Linked DNA regions of Mus musculus: all the other regions are linked to region 2. The links are chromatin contacts, called in public capture Hi-C and promoter capture Hi-C maps. All regions are on one chromosome and are shown on one strand. Each heading gives the region's core, a stretch centred on a gene start, on an enhancer-like site or on the middle of the called end of the contact. The rest is flanking DNA. Distances are from core to core; before and after follow the strand shown. Region 1 holds the start of Sox2ot (SOX2 overlapping transcript (non-protein coding)). Region 2 holds the start of Ccdc39 (coiled-coil domain containing 39). Region 3 holds the start of 4930419G24Rik (RIKEN cDNA 4930419G24 gene).

Region 1 (2,799 bases), core at 218-2,717, 720 kb after region 2:
CCAGGTCCCAGGGAATGGTGGGTCACAGGAATCTTATTATAGGGCTTATCTGTACACCCATGCTTACTTTTTTTTTTTTTTTCCAAACGCAAAGAACGGCCACTGGCTTGAGACAGGCCCAGTGCTTCCTTTATCCCAGCTCCTTTATGCTCCCCTTTTAAAGAAGCTGTCAAGTTCTCTTTCTGCAGCTGACAGGAAAGGCCAAATCTGGGATGCTGCAAAGCAGCACAAAAAAGAAAGTTTTTTGTGTTGATGTTTTTACCAAGTGAGCTAAGGAGAATTTTAGAATCATGTAATTTACTCCGGAGGCATTTACTGTACATAGCTATAGTGATGGTAATTTCCTTCATTGTTGAAGTGAAAAGATAACCATCAATCAGTTGTCAATTGGTCAATTGCAGAAGTGATGAAAAGAACCCAGTTGGAACAATCACTTCTGTGGCTACCTAGGCCATTGGGAGGCTTGAGAAAAGCGTGGGAACTGGATTGCGTTTTTTAAAGGGATTGGGCCAGATCACCAGAAAGGTTAATGGGCATCGCCACCCGGTTAAGAATGGTTTTACCAGTACACATTTTCAAACTGAAATAGTAAAATTGAAACATGATGTTAAAGGTAAAAAATTGTTCACTGAGCTAGGTAAGAGGTAACCAACCCCCTCCCCAAACCCTGGAAATTACTATTCTCTTAATAGCGAAATAAATAATAACTCATTAATAATAGCAACACAAGTTCATAACAATGGTCTGTGCCATCTTAGCTCTGGTCCTAGGGACCTTGAAACAAGTCACTTTCCAGGTATTTTTCTTAAGGCATGGGAAAAATCAAGTTAATTTTAAATATTGGGCTTAAACAAACATCTTCAAATAATCTTGTTGTTAAAAGCCCGTGGGTGTTCACATACAAGTTAGGATAACGGTAGTTTTTAAAATCAGTAACTTGCTTGAGTGGGAATGGTGCCTCAGGACTTAGTGCTGGGATTCCCTGTCAATTTCTCCTATTTCTAAGAAGAGCAATGTCATAGATTTATTCTGAGAGAGTCCCAAACACGTCTTGTTGGGGGTTTTGTTTGTTTGCTTGCTTGCTTGTTTTGGGTTTAGTTTTGTTTTGTTTTTTGTTTTTTGTTTGTTTTTTCTTTGCTGCTTTGTTTTGTTTTGTTTTTACTGTGGTAGGTAATAAAAAGGGATTACAGGCCCCTAGAAGGACACAGCATCATCAGCGTGCAATCCAGCCCATGGTTTCTTAGATACCGTATTGTCTATTCTGTTCCGCTATGTGAAAAATGTTGAATATCAACAATGGGTTTCAGTGCTGCATTGTTGAGTTTTGTATGAACTAATCTAGCTTCACTAAAAAAAAAAATAAAGAAGAAGAAAAAAAAGAAAAAGAAGGAAAGAAAGAAGAAATAAAGGGAAAGAAAAAAAAACGACAGCTTTGAACAAAAGTCCACAGCCAGTGTGTTCCAAGTCCCTGCTCAGGGCTGACTGTGGCAGGGGACACTCTCCTGCTGGCTCTCTCTGTCCACACTTAGCTGGCTCCTGTCCTCAGGTGCACGGCCACACCCTCGCACCCAACCTTGATCCTCTGATGGGGAAGGTCCCAGGACTTGTCTGCTGGGACAGGCCTCACCCCCAAGAGCTCTGGGCAGTACCGAGAAGGTAAGGGATTGCGCGCGCAGCTTCTCTGCCCGGGTGGGCTGGCCTAGCTCGGAAACTTTGTGGAGAACCATGGATTTTTTAACTTCCACCTGTCTCTGTTCTCCTCTTCCTCCTCCTCCTCTTGCTTCTTCTTCTTCCTCCTCTAGCAAACCTGACAGATTTCTCCAGAACAGTGGCCATCCATGGGATGAGTGAAAGCCTCTTTCTATTCCAGTAAGTAATTGACTTGTAACTAAAAAATTGTCGTGGCTGCTGTGTCAAGTGCAGGGTGAGTGGCTGCTGGCACAGGTGCTGCTTCTCCTTTAGAATGGAAAGAAAGGGGGCTTAACCTGTGATTAAGTTTCAAGTCAATTGACCTCCACATGATAGCACATAATTCTCCCTTGCCTCCCGAAAGGCCCTGCCTGGTTCCTGTTTTGACCCTGGGTCTGACACCTGTGCTTTAATGTCTCCCAGTGCAAAGGCTAGAGTTGCTCTTTTCCTTTATTAAGTAAGTGAGAATATAAAGAGCCCAGGGTGAATCCCAGTGGTATGGACCATAACTATCTGAAAGAGTGCACTGTGACGTTGTTTGTGAGGGGTTGGCTTGGTTTGGTTTGGTGTTTTTTTTTTTGGTTTTTGGTTTTTTTTTTTTTTTTTTTTTTTTTTTTTTTTTTTTTAGTGCACTAACTCTAACTTCATGGAAATTATTCTTGTACAGTTTTAAACTCTGATTTTTATAGACAAATGTCATGAGCTTGCTAGGGTTACACAGGGAATGGCAGGCAAGTAAGGGTGTTAGGAAGTTGACATAAAGTGCTTTGGAGTGCTCAACTCCGATGCACCACACTTCACGAGCTCAACACGCCTCAATCTTTGCTGATTTTTTTTTTTAAGCTGTAAGAGGAAATAGCAACATTGTTTCTCTGAGTTTCTACAAACGGGCTCAAAGTCTATTTAATGTCTGCTGGATGCCCCACTTGAATTTTGGAGTCAGGGGGATACATACTAACCAAAAGCAAAATAAATAGGTGACAGCTAAAATTACTGCTCTCCATTCCTTTTACAAAGACCAGTTGCATGCTATGATTTTCTGTAAGATTCAGGCAGCTCCGGGCTGCTGTGTTTTCCTCTTTTTCTTACCATGGGAATTAAAAGTGCACG
Region 2 (2,736 bases), core at 26-2,525:
TCGGGCACCAGCAGTGATCTTTTATCTGTCCTAATATTGATGGTCCTTAAGGGGAAATGCCCAATCCTAACCAGAGGGGAGAGCAGAGCAAAGCAGAGCAGAGTAGAGTAGAGCAGAGCAGAGCAGAGCAGAGCAGAGCAGAGCAGAGCAGAGCAGAGCAGAGCAGAGCATTCCAAACGTTCCAGTCTTCTCAGAAGATTTACCCAAAAGTCTTTTATGCTCACTTTCAGAGGGCAGAAAATATTCTCTTCTACCTTGTCAATTTGCACAAATCTTCAATTCTTGGTTCCCTCTTCCCCACACCCTAGTACCATTTCGTGGGACTTTGGGTGACTGCTAAAGATGCATTAACTTTGTGGAGCCGGTTGCAATTAAAAAAACAAAAAACAAACAAACAAAAAAACGACTTAAACTGCATGTATTTTAGTTGGTGCAGGTTTGTCCTAACAATGTGAAATATTTCACCATCTTGTGACACCTCGATTCTCACTCTGAAACTCTATATTGCATACTTCACTAAAATGTTTTCCTTGAAAGCACCTCAAGCGATTTTAAACATCACAGAAACACAAATGCTGGCAAGAATGTGTCTTGTGTGTGCACATGTGTAAATGGTGGTTACTAGGAAACACCAAAAATGCATTTGTGATCCTTAATTGGATGGGAAAGGCCTGCTAGCTGGCACCTGAAACAGCTGGAAGAGTGAGACTCGGGTTTTATGGCCCTGAATAGAAATTGTTGCTTCGATAAAACTTTCAAATGTGTAGTAACTGATAGGAGCAGGAGAGAAAGTGGGGAGGCCGGAGTATCAGATCTAAGTGATGAAGTCAGGCCACAAGAGGTGCAAATGAGCAGCGCGGCACCTGTACGTGGGACTTGGTCTTCCCTGGCCCTCCCCCGGATTCCCACTGGATACCCACCTAGCCCAGCATCCTCTATTTACACTCCTTACCTAGTCTTTACCTGGTCATCCATTGGCAGTCCTGGCGGCGTTCAACCAGCCCTTTTACCATTCCTCAGCTGTTCCCCTCTGGTCGTCTCTCCCCTAAATCCCACCCGGTCCTCCTCACCTGATCCTCCAGGATCTTGTTCTCCTGATTGGCCACGGGGATGGCGAACCCATCTTCCCAGTGCAGCTCTGACAAGAACTCACTGCACATGGCGTACGAGGCTCAAAGGAATCACAGACAAGCCACCCAAAACCGTTCCCTGGAGCTCGCAGCCAAGCCTAACCGTCTGTATTCCGCGGCCCTAGCAACAGCCAGGCGCCCTTAGTTACCAAACAGGAAGCACTCAGGCTGGAAGGCGGAACTTCCTTTGAGAATTCCCTTGTCCTTTTTGCAGCCGGTAGAATTTGCTTGCCTGTGTCTGTGAGGCACAGCTCTCTTTGCACGGATAGATACACTCCCAGGACTTCCAAAACGTGCAAATCTGGAAGCTCGGGTGCTCCAGAGGACCACAAAGTTCGGGGATGGAAGGCATAGGCTCCTGGGGTGCCAGGATGGTGGACTACAGGATAGCAGGATGGACGACCACCAGATTGAGGGATAGTATAATACCCAAAAGTGGCTTCAGATTTGTTCTTAAGTCATATATAAGGGACCATGATCTGGGAACACAGATCCAGGCTGCCCCAAATAGCATGTTCTCGCATGGAAACTTGCTTCACTACGTTTTTGTAATTGCAGAAGAAAAGGAAGCAATAAATCAAGGCATTTTTCCAATGCATTGATGAAAACATCACCAAAGACTGTTAGTATTGGGTTTGAGATGGAAGCTGAGAAAACTCACTTTAGAGATGGAAATTTAAAAATTAAGGCTTTATTTTCTGAGTGCTCAGGGAGGCAGCCAGTTTGGGATCTGAACCACGTACGGGGTGGGAGATTATACAGCATTGTTATAGGATGGTAACACAATTCAAAGTGGGGAGCTGGTGGGAACTGCAGCGTTATCCAATTGTATTTTGACATTATGTGTTAAACATGGGAGTACCTGTTGGGAGACTGAGCCTGTACAGAGCACCTGGCTTCAAGGTCCTTAATTCATTCTCCAAGACATTAGGTCCAGAGCTAAGAGTGATAAGGGGACAAAGACGCTGGCAGGAGCATATGAACTTGTTTAACCCTGCCAGCAAGACAGAGAAGTTGTGCCTGAGATGTCTAGACTCAACCGTTTACAACAGAAGATGTTCAGCTATGGGGAAGCCCCTGGCTTCCCTGGGATCTGGGACCTTGAATTTACTTTATCCCTATGATTAAATGGAGTCTGAAAACGAAATGGTACTGCCTGGAGTAAGTTTCCTTTGCTTCTTCCCAACAACAGCATAGTTGGGAAGTCAGTGCTATCCATAGGTTTCAAATACTATCTGGTGACATTCATAGCTTTGGGGTTGGTGAAAGCTAGTGGTTTGCTAAGTTAGTACAGCCCAACAAGCATTACCTGGTCAAATGGGCAATGAACGGCTGGCTATTAAGGAGACTAAAGATAGCTCAAGATAATTTGGCTCTGGGTTTCCAACTCTACACCATCGAAGTTCTGATCAAGTCAGTCAGCTTTAACATAAGAGCAGAACGGCATCCACAGCAAGATGCTCACAGCACAACACTCCTACCTACGGCCCATCCAAAAGGTGAGCTGACAAACATAATATCCCAACTGCCTTCCCAGTGCCAGTTGCTGAGTTGTGTGTGTTCCACACACTAAGCCAGGGAGAATAGTATGCACTGGTATTTGAAA
Region 3 (2,700 bases), core at 73-2,572, 820 kb before region 2:
TTCAAATGTTATTCACAAAGGCCTGACTCTGATGGGCTGGTGATCATTGTAAAATGGTTTATACTTCCTTATGTCAACTCAGTAGAGGATTGATTACCCTGAAGAAGAGGCATCTTCGCTTTATAGACAACAACAAACCCACCCTCGCAACATAACATTTATTCCCCAATCCTAGAAATCTTTAATAACTTAAAAATTTATTCAATTTTGGTGTTACATAATTTTCATTACTTACAATGTGGCGTTTAGAATAAAATAAAACCACACATGTTGGCAGCAGCTGGGGACCAGATCTGCTGATATTCTGAAAATAAGCCGCCATAATTTAGCATCTGACAGAAATGTGCTTCATGAGGGCTGTAAATGGCCATTTCTCTAATTCTAGGCATGTGTGTAATCGGAATAGAATCACGGCATTTACAAATGCGTTATGGAAGAAATGAAATGTTTAACATAACAACCTAATCTAAATTATAAGATAAATGCAAGAAAAATATTTTTCATCTCAGAATTTAAAACTGAGAATTGCACAGGGTGGCAATGAGTTGTGCTATAGATATTTATGGAGACTTTTACAGGGTGTTTCAGGAGTCCCTGGGCATGTGCAGGATCAGTTTCAGCATGCCTTCAAAGACAAATAGACTTCTTCCTATGTGTGTTACAATAAAGGCTGAAAATGGCCCTTTCATGCTCAAAATAGAGATGGTGTTTCCTCATCAAGGCCACCAAGTGTGGAGAGGAGCAGAGAGCCATTTTCTGCATGGAGATTTGGGGACTTCCGGCCCATCCCTGTAACACAGTTATCAACATAAATATGTATAGACAAGTGTGTAGTATGCAAAGTCACAACAGAAATATAGTTAACAATTAAGAAAATTTAGACCATCTACTGGTAAACTGACATATGTATATAATATGACTGGATTTATTCAGGAATTCAATTTTTTTTGCTTGTTATTGGTATTTCTCAAAGTTAACAAGACTCCTTTTAAAGAAGTAGAGTGTACAGATATTGTCTTAAATTTTAAAACTAATGTTGAGTAATGAAAATTAATATTCATGATCAAGAACTATTTTTTTTTCAATTTTGGCTTTCATTTATATTTGCACAGTTGTTTCATTGAAACTGCCTTAAAAAGATTGGCGTGAGTTACTGTTTTTCTTTCTTTTAGCTGATGATCGCATTTTTTGATACATTAACATATGTCAGCTTCCTACAGGAACCCTATGGGTCTGCCCACCTGTGATGTCACAGTAAGGAGGGGCTTTTCTTCTGCAGACTCCTCCCTCGGTATCTCCTTCATCACCATGGCAACAGCCTTATCTGCAGCCCTAGAGCCTTTTCCCTACAACAGTGAAACCAACAACGAATGTGTCAGGAGGCATCTTGAAGTTATTTATGACAAGATAGGCTAATGTTTAAAGAGCAATCCGACATGAGTGAAGAGGTAGGCTGCTGCCAGGGAATCTTGAGGCTTTTGGCTGAGGAGAAAACACACAAAATCTGAAAGATTATTTGTGAACTTGTAGTTAGCTACTTTTTCACCCTCTACAGCGAACCTGTTTAACATAGTATTTTTATATGTATAAGATATTTGAAGGCAATTAACATAATAGGAATATATTTTTGTAGTATCAGTTTTAGTATGCTATGACTTCCTGTTGTATTCATTCGTAAATTTTGACTAGGCAGTCCCTAGATATTTTGGTTTAGGGCAGAGATTGGAGCCAGGCTCTGATTTGTTGAGAATTTTTTTTTTTTTTTTTTTTTTCTGGGTGGTCTTTGAAATCTCACGTTTCAGTGGATTTGGCATAGGGTGTGTATAAGTGCCATCTTGTAAGTGTTCTACAGTGGCCTCTCATAGCAGAGGGTTCTGTGAGATGGGCTGACCTGAGGGAGGTAGTACTTTTCCCCTAGTTTTAATGTCTTTGAGACTAAAAAACATCAATACAATTTTAGAAATGTCTTCCAATTGAAGAATTTTATAAACAGACAAGTTAAACATTCCTGTTGGGGCAGATCCTGTTGGGGCTGTCTCTGGTGTCAGATTGTCTCCGATAAGGAGAACTGTGAGTCACCAGGGATGTCAGCCTTCTGTATTTTGAGTTGACCAGAGTCTCAAGTTTATGAGACTAAATATGGGGCGCTCATCAGGGAACAAAACAAAGCATCGCTTTCCCAGTCAGTAATCTCAGTATTTTCAAAGCAAAAACGTGGATGTTTCTCTGGTCTCTTGGCACAACCTCCCCGGAGAAAATCATCTTTACACTAAGAACACATTCCATATTTTGTGTTGTCAATCTACTTAAGATATAGCTGTCTCACAAGTAGAGAGAGACAAGGATGGGTGGTGTGTGTGTGTGTGTGTGTGTGTGTGTGTGTGTGTGTGTGCATGTGTGTGTGTTGTCTCGGAGTTGTCTGGGAAGGGATTAACCCTAGAACTCATTAAACTCGGTAGCTTCACCTGATGTAACACAAAGAGGCTTAAGTTAGTATTTTAGGTGTTCCTAGGACATCTAGAAAGCAAGTCCCATTTAGGGGTGAACCATCCATTTACACAGGTTCTAACTTCCTAAAATGGAGCCAGTTGCACCTTATATTTATGGAATTAAAGGAAACCTTTTTGTATAGTTAACAGACTTTAAGATGTGTGAATCTGTTTATAGTTCTGTAGCTTTGTTTTGGCTTAAGGACTGTAT

The links. Promoter capture Hi-C pulls out the DNA fragments that hold promoters and counts their contacts. Capture Hi-C pulls out chosen DNA fragments and counts their contacts.
Region 1: a contact with region 2 is called in a promoter capture Hi-C map of embryonic stem cells, with 2.6 times the contacts expected there. The contact joins the promoter of Sox2ot here to the promoter of Ccdc39 in region 2. A contact is called at or near these places in 2 of 39 promoter capture datasets (embryonic stem cells and stem cell-derived epiblast-like cells) and 2 of 115 datasets of contacts at active chromatin or transcription factors (both in embryonic stem cells).
Region 3: a contact with region 2 is called in a capture Hi-C map of embryonic stem cells, with 3 times the contacts expected there. The contact joins the promoter of 4930419G24Rik here to the promoter of Ccdc39 in region 2. A contact is called at or near these places in 5 of 39 promoter capture datasets (the SN4741 cell line, cranial neural crest, embryonic stem cells and 1 more) and 1 of 9 other capture datasets (embryonic stem cells).

The regions. Positions count from the first base shown.
Region 1 is chr3:34,558,914-34,561,712 of GRCm38.p6, forward strand. Sox2ot (SOX2 overlapping transcript (non-protein coding)) reads left to right here and starts at 1,468. Exons shown (of 5, transcript NR_015580.2): 1 at 1,468-1,656; 2 at 1,803-1,869.
Region 2 is chr3:33,843,035-33,845,770 of GRCm38.p6, forward strand. It overlaps Ccdc39 (coiled-coil domain containing 39), which reads right to left and starts at 1,276. Exons shown (of 20, transcript NM_026222.2): 1 at 1,071-1,276. The coding sequence starts at 1,160.
Region 3 is chr3:33,023,455-33,026,154 of GRCm38.p6, forward strand. It overlaps 4930419G24Rik (RIKEN cDNA 4930419G24 gene), which reads left to right and starts at 1,323. Exons shown (of 8, transcript NR_040595.1): 1 at 1,323-1,448. Pex5l (peroxisomal biogenesis factor 5-like) reads right to left here. Exons shown (of 16, transcript NM_001310460.1): 4 at 1,242-1,346.